Linked DNA regions of Mus musculus: region 2 is linked to region 1. A link is a contact called in public HiChIP or PLAC-seq data. All regions are on one chromosome and are shown on one strand. Each heading gives the region's core, a stretch centred on a gene start, on an enhancer-like site or on the middle of the called end of the contact. The rest is flanking DNA. Distances are from core to core; before and after follow the strand shown. Region 1 has its middle 58 kb from the start of Ppp3ca. Region 2 overlaps Ppp3ca (protein phosphatase 3, catalytic subunit, alpha isoform).

Region 1 (3,466 bases), core at 723-3,222:
CCACATCCTGAGGTCATTAGGGATGCACGTGTGTAGTAGGAAAGAATTCAAAACAACTTGGTTTGTTGATTCTTCTTAAGAAGGAAGCAGATGGCAGCCAGCCAAGCCTCAGAATTAAAAGTCACAGGAAGCTACAAATCAGTGCAAACAAGGAAACCTTCCAAAGCCTGAAATCGGAGAAGCCCTCCCCCACCACCCCCGACTTTGATGATCAGCTTATAATATGATCATCAGGAGCAGCCTAGTACTTCCGAGCATCAGCATTTGGGACATCTAGTAGTTGCTCGTACTGGCCTGAGTAAGCCTTTTATTTACCAACTCCATCCTCTACCCAGCATCCCAATTTCCCCTTTATGCGCATTTGGGCATTTAGAAAGCTGACCATTCAGAAAGCACACAGTTGGGCATTGTTTTCAAGCTCACTGCTGCTCCTGACAGAATTATTGAGGAAGCATTATGCAAATCTATTGTTTACAAAGGCCATAAAACCATCTGGCCCAAGAGGTTCACTTTCTGTAGCTGACTTCTGGACACCAGCATGGGTTTAACTTCCTCTGTCCTTCCTATTCTGGCTGCCAAGCCACTGTTGACAAAACACAGGTGATTTGTTTCTCATTTCTGACCAGGCTTCCAGTCCTGCCTCTGCTTATTTAACTTTGTTCTAGTTTCTGTATATCACTCTCTCCGCCTCTCTTACCTGGGGCAGTTTCCACACTTTCCCTGAGGTTTCCTTTGGAGACCTTCTGTGGATTTCCAGACAGAGTCGAACATTTATAACTACATCTCAGAGACACAAAGCACATTTGTAGAAAGTCATAAAAACGACCTTGGTAATAAACCCCAGGGTGTGGCTGTTACACACAGATGGCAGCTTCTAAGCGCTCACAATTCATGGGCTGCCCAACGGTGATCCACAGTTTCAACTGCAGACCTTGGGAAGTAAGATTTTGTTGCTACTGAGTAAGTCTAATAAATGGATTTCATTTCAACATCACTGTATAAAATTATATCTGTTTGCCTTTTCCATGAGAATATTGGACTTTTAAATGTGTATCGCTGTTCTATAGCATCACAATTCATCAAAACTGTAGCTGTTTCTGCACATGCTCAGACATTAGAATATACTTCAGAAAAGTCACAACATGGAAGTTGCTCTTTCATAGGTACCAATTTCCCAAAGAGAGGGTAGCTGTCAATTTAAAGGAGCTAAGGCTCCCGTTTAATCTTCTGTGTATGTAAACATGAGCAAGAAGCCAAAACTTATCTTGATCCAGTGATGTCCACAAGGGACACCTGTTTCAGTATTTATTTTTGTATAACATACAAGACCCGAGAGCTTTTAAGACTACAGCCGGGCGGTGGTGGCGCATTCCTTTAATCCCAGCACTTGGGAGGCAGAGGCAGGTGGATTTCTGAGTTTGAGGCCAGCCTGGTCTACAGAGTGAGTTTCAGGACAGCCAGGGCTATACAGAGAAACCCTGCCTGAAGAAAAAAAACAAAAAAACAAAAAACAAAAAACAAACAAACAAAACAAAACAAAACAAAAGACTACTGTGAGCAAGGCTAAATTCATTGTTCTGTTAGAACAGGTTAGACCTTGGCATGACTGATCTTTGTAAGTTATAGTCTAACAGACAAGAATTTTGAGGGTTCCGTTGAGATAACAAAGGATGGATCATTTCTAACAAAACAAGCAACTGTTGTTTGATTGTTATTCTTACAGCTTGCTCATATTTATCCAGTTTAGCTAAGTAAACGTAGTTATTTGAATCCCTAACACCTACTGTTCTCATAAACAGGATACCCTATGTTCTGTATTAAGCTTATCCTGCGAATTGCTCACGGAAAAAAAAAAGTGAGGATATGAGATCAATTTTAAAAATGTGAATTTTTTTTTAGTGCCAGAAGCCTAGGCACTGCCATTAGCTATAAAAAGAACTGGTGGGAGGAGGATGTGGTTCCTGCCGAAGATACACAGCACTCTCTGGCAGCCACATCCTGCCATCCTATGGCTGGTTCAACCCAAGTACCACATGATAGTTTTCTTAAATGATAAGCTATTACGTGTTGTTGTAAAGTGAGACCATTAAAAGAGAGTAGTGTCTTTGAAGGCTAATAGGTATCTACAGTTGTAGCAAAGATAGGGATTGGAGCTTTGCAAGTATCATACAGAAATGAGAGAAAGTCTTAAGGTCTCTTATGAAATATAAAAAATAAACCATCATAGAAATAAATGGGGAAATATGCAAAAGCACAAAAAAGTTCCTCACATTTAATTCCTCTGACACATTGCACATAGCATTTGCTCCACTAGACTATACTCGTATGTGTATTTATATTTATTAGTTCTGATATGGATCTTTAATGCCCCTACAAATTCATGGTCTGAGTACTTGTTCCACAAACAGTGGAAAAAAGAGCTAGTAGGGCTGTTTCTACAGCCTATAGGACCTTTGCAACCCTGGTCCTGGCTGCCACATGTCATTAGGGGTACATGGTTGGAGGTTGTTGTTTATTGTTGTTGTTGTTTGTTCTTTTAACCTACCTCCGTTTGGGTCCTGTTCTCTGATTCCTGATCTTTTGGCATGCAAGCAACCAACACCTCATGGTCACTCTGCCACAGACTGAGCTGCTCCACTGTGCCCCCCCAATTATGATGGACTACCTCTGATACCATGTGCCGAAATCAACCTCTCTTCCTTTGAGTTGCTTCTGACTGATACTTTGTCCTAATGATCATAACACTTTAGAAATTATGTTGATTTTACAAATAAATTGATGTGTTTTTACAAAATTGAAGTCATGTGATACACAATCCAGCTAGGATGTTGCTAGAGAGAAATGGCATTAGTCTCCTTTGGTCACTTAGTATTAAATTATAATGATTTTGCTATGTTACATATTCTTTGAAAACATTGTATGTCTCTAATATCACAAGACGTCAATCCTCCTCAAACATTAACAGAAATCAAAATGGCCTTGGCACCTTTTCCAGTTTCTAAATTAATGCATATCAGGTAGAGCCACAAGTGTGATTTCCTATATTTCATTGGATAGTTGAACACAAAGGTCTTTATTACTTTATACAAACCTGATCTTTCAATTGTGGGTTTATATTACTTTAAATATGACCAATCATTTAAATGCTTTCTAACAATTTATATTACAGGTGAATATTACTTTTCTTTGTCTAAATTCTTTGTGTTACATAATACATTCTAGATTTTCTAAGTTTACGTTCAAGTGGCATGTTCTTTTAGTTTCCTTTATCCCAAGAAAAGGAAACATTTCATCACATTTTCAATGTTGACCTCCCAAAACTAGAAACAATTCTACAACTGTTTTCTTAAAGCTATTTTCTAGGAAACCTTTACATTTGCAGCACTTAAACCCCTAGTTAGTGTAGTTATCATAGACATTTTCTCACATAATGGTGTGCTATTTACTAATGTTCTGATCTTGACAG
Region 2 (3,466 bases), core at 261-2,760, 130 kb after region 1:
TCTCTTTTGATTGGATTGTGAACTCTTCTGGACGTCTAGAACGGAAGTCAGGATGCTGCGGAAGTTTAAAATTACTTCCATTCTAGTAGGTTGGACAGACAGACAGACACGGGCACTATTGACACCAGAGAACTGTATCAAGGGGAAGTTGAATCAGAGACATTGTCACATTCTTCACTGTGGCTGTCCAGGTCTGTGTTAGACCCACAGCGTGCACCTTTGCTGCACTGTCATGTGCTCTGGCCAGCAGCTGCTGCTGAGACATTAAGAAAAGAGACCCACTGTAAAGCCTCTTGAACTGGCTGGCTGGCGGAAATGCACACAGGCTGAAGAGAGCAGCCTCTGCCTGGAATGGCAAGAGTGTCTGGAACCGGAATGCTCAGGACATTTCTCCTGCTCTGTCTCCTCAGGCACTTAGGACATTGCAAGGACACACTTTTGAAAGAGGTGGGGGTGGGGCACGCAGTCACAGGGGATTGTGGCTGACACAGTAGCTGTGTATGCAGAATGGGCCGGTTCGAGGAAAGTAGGCATGAGAGACATGCCAGCTCCTTTTAACTTGCATGTCATTGCTCTGACCACAGACCATCATCTGTTAAGGAAGACCTTTTTCCTTTCCTTTTCTTTCCCTTTCCTTTTCCTTTTCCCCTTCCTTCCTTCCTTCCTTCCTTCCTTCCTTCCTTCCTTCCTTCCTTCCTTCCTTCTTTCCCTCCCTCCCTCCCTCCCTCCCTCCCTCCCTCCCTCCCTCCCTCCCTCCTTCTCTCCTTGCTCCCCTCCCTCCCCCTCTTTCTTTCTTTAACCTAGGAAATCTAAAATATCATTCAGAATTTTTCTATTTTTCCGAGTATAATCATTTCAGTGGAGCACTGTGGATAAATCCTATAAAATAATAATGTGCTTTATAATTCTAACCAGATAGCACTGAGCCTTATCACATGCATTCCAGCACCACACTTGCTAAGCTAGGACTAAAATACCTCACAGTTTAGCTTTTCTGTTAGAACATTCTTGGTATTCCCGGTATAACTTGAGCTGTGCACAAGTGGTTCCCACTATGCGGACTCCCCTTTGCATGCAGGACCCTGAAGCAGCTAGAATTTCCTGATCTTCCTGGAGAGCCTGGTCACCTTATTGTAGACCGTTGTTAAATGAATGATTGTTGGCCCCTCAAGTGGAGAGGAGGTGAAAATCCCGGAAATGAGAAGAAAACTGCCAAAATTCAGGCTCCATTCCACTCAGCTTCATGACCTGTGCTTTGCCCAGTTTTCAAAACTGTGTTATCTCAAAGACATGTGAGAGGGAACAGTCGGCCTATAGGGTGGTTGGGCGAAGTGATGTGGTATGTGTGTGTGTGTGTGTGTGGGGGGGGTAGACAAAGATAATGTTGTTTTCCTCTGTGGGGAGAAGGAAGTGTTTAGAGTATTAAAAACACTTAAGCATAAACTGAAGCAAGCCTCTAAGTTCCTGTTTTTGGTAAATGGGGAATCCCAGGGCAAAGATGAAGAGGGCCTACCTGTTATCTGGATGCAATCAACGACTCAAACCCAGAAACCAGTGTGGCTTTTGCATGCTAGGCTTTCCTGTATGACTAGCGATGCTTGTGTGAGAATTCTTATTTAGGGCGTGAAGAGTTAGATTTTGAGAACTGACCGTTTGTCTGTTTTCTTCCCAATGAGGTTTCATGTCTCAGAGTTAAGTTCAAGAACATAAGATGATCTCACTGTAAAGGTTGACTAGAGCCAAGCTGAGCCATTCTTCCAGGCTTTGGGGAAGAGGTGAGGGATGGGTGGGAACAGATGAGGTGAGGATAAAAACTCCTCAAAAAGAGAAGTACATAAGTCATTTTTGCTGTTGTTTTGTTAAAGTTGTACCATGCCTGTCCAAGTCTAGCTAAGGAAACTGCTCACTCAGACGGTATTTTTCTGATTCTACTTGGGAAGAGAGTTAACCAACATTAACATTTTTGGTTACATATGAGGCAACATTCTGAGTAATTTACACTAATTAGTATTATCTGTATTTGTGTGTTTGTGTGTATGCATGTGTGTGTGTGTGTGTGTGTGTGTGTGTGTGAAGGCTCTGTACATCACATTGATGGATAGCTAAGGCATCCATCACACTAAAATCAAGTGGTACTTAACAGAGCAGGCTGCATGCCAGATGCAGTCCAAGTATTTTATATGTTGCAACCCCTGTAATCGTAGCATCACTGTCTTAAATATAAATGTTATATTTAGTCAGTTGTCTCTGGTTTCTGTAATCTAGGTAGTATTGATATAATTCACAAACAATGAATATCTTTGGGCCTTTTTGCAATCTGATAACAGCTTCGAAGAGGTAAAATGAGATGATAGAGGCATTTGGGGTTCTATCACTAATACAGAACTTTGTAAAAAGTGTCATAGTGGCCAGAGGGAGATCTCAACTTCTCAACCTAGGAAGAAACAACCTGCTTCTTTAATGCTTTTCCTTGGGACCTCTGGGATACCTTTCTCCTTTAGTCATCCTTTCAGTCTATGTTCATGAAGGAATAAGCAAGACAACGAAAACAGAATAAATCCGGAGTCAATGGTAGCAGAAAAGTGTCTTGGGAGCTCTTCTTAAGGTGCAGAAATTGTGATTCTCACGTAGATAAAGGACTCTTCAGGGGTGCCCCGGAGAGGGCAATGGCGGACCCATCACCCTCAGCAGATCCAGTCAGATCTCACCACATATTTTTTAGGTGACCCTGACAACATTAAACTTACACAAGTTTTGTTTCTTTCATTGTGAAGAAAATATAGCAGTGAGCAAAGCTACTTCGTAGCATTAATGAGGACACTAAGTAGAATAATGCACTTGAAAATGTCTGGTTCCGTAGATGGCACACACAGTGAAGGCCGGTTCTCCTTTTGTTCTGTTTAGTGGCTGTGACTTTATCTGTTGTCTTAGACAAACAGTCCTGATGGTGCTGCTTCTCCTGGGACCAGGCAAACACTCCCCAAACACACAGTGCTTTCATAACAGGCCTGTTGACTCCTTTTCTCATTAGCATTCTGCAGCCAGCTCCACTCATTCTAACCACATCAGGCTTCTAAAGGCTCCTTAAGTGGAACTCTCTGTTGTAGATAGGCTTTATTTGATATCAGCTCGTACTAACACAAGTGAGCTGGTGCCTTGGCTCACCAAATATTTGCCATCATTGTTGGCCAACGATCTTGACTGATGTGCTTTGAAAACATGTGTCGTTACATTGCTAGCAGGTGGGCATTTGTGGTTTCTGGGACTGTCATACGATTCGACACCTGAATGACATCATTGTTGGACTGAAGCAACGATGGCTGAGACTGTACTTTGCTGACTGGAATGTAATCTGAAAGGCAGTATTCTTTTCTCATTTGGTATGAGTCTCTTCTGATGTTTGATGACTCTAGACGGTTGAGTTCATAGACTCGGATGCTCATCTGATAGGATGATGATATAGTCT

Evidence for each region. HiChIP or PLAC-seq counts read pairs in DNA pulled down with a chosen protein or histone mark.
Region 2: a BATF HiChIP or PLAC-seq map of CD8 T cells shows a contact between it and region 1, with 13 read pairs. The contact joins two enhancer-like sites. A contact is called at or near these places in 1 of 15 datasets of contacts at CTCF or cohesin (CD8 T cells) and 2 of 115 datasets of contacts at active chromatin or transcription factors (CD8 T cells and effector CD8 T cells).

The regions. Positions count from the first base shown.
Region 1 is chr3:136,609,904-136,613,369 of GRCm38.p6, forward strand. No RefSeq gene overlaps it. Among named protein-coding and RNA genes, the nearest start is that of Ppp3ca, 58 kb to the right of the region's middle. Within about 2 kb of position 1,973, at least 82 of the 459 cell types and tissues checked have an H3K27ac peak or open chromatin away from gene starts, as enhancers often do. A contact at or near this core is called in CD8 T cells and effector CD8 T cells, where this site is marked.
Region 2 is chr3:136,741,446-136,744,911 of GRCm38.p6, forward strand. All of the region lies in intron 1 of Ppp3ca (protein phosphatase 3, catalytic subunit, alpha isoform), which reads left to right. Among named protein-coding and RNA genes, the nearest start is that of Ppp3ca, 73 kb to the left of the region's middle. Within about 2 kb of position 1,511, at least 64 of the 459 cell types and tissues checked have an H3K27ac peak or open chromatin away from gene starts, as enhancers often do. A contact at or near this core is called in CD8 T cells and effector CD8 T cells, where this site is marked.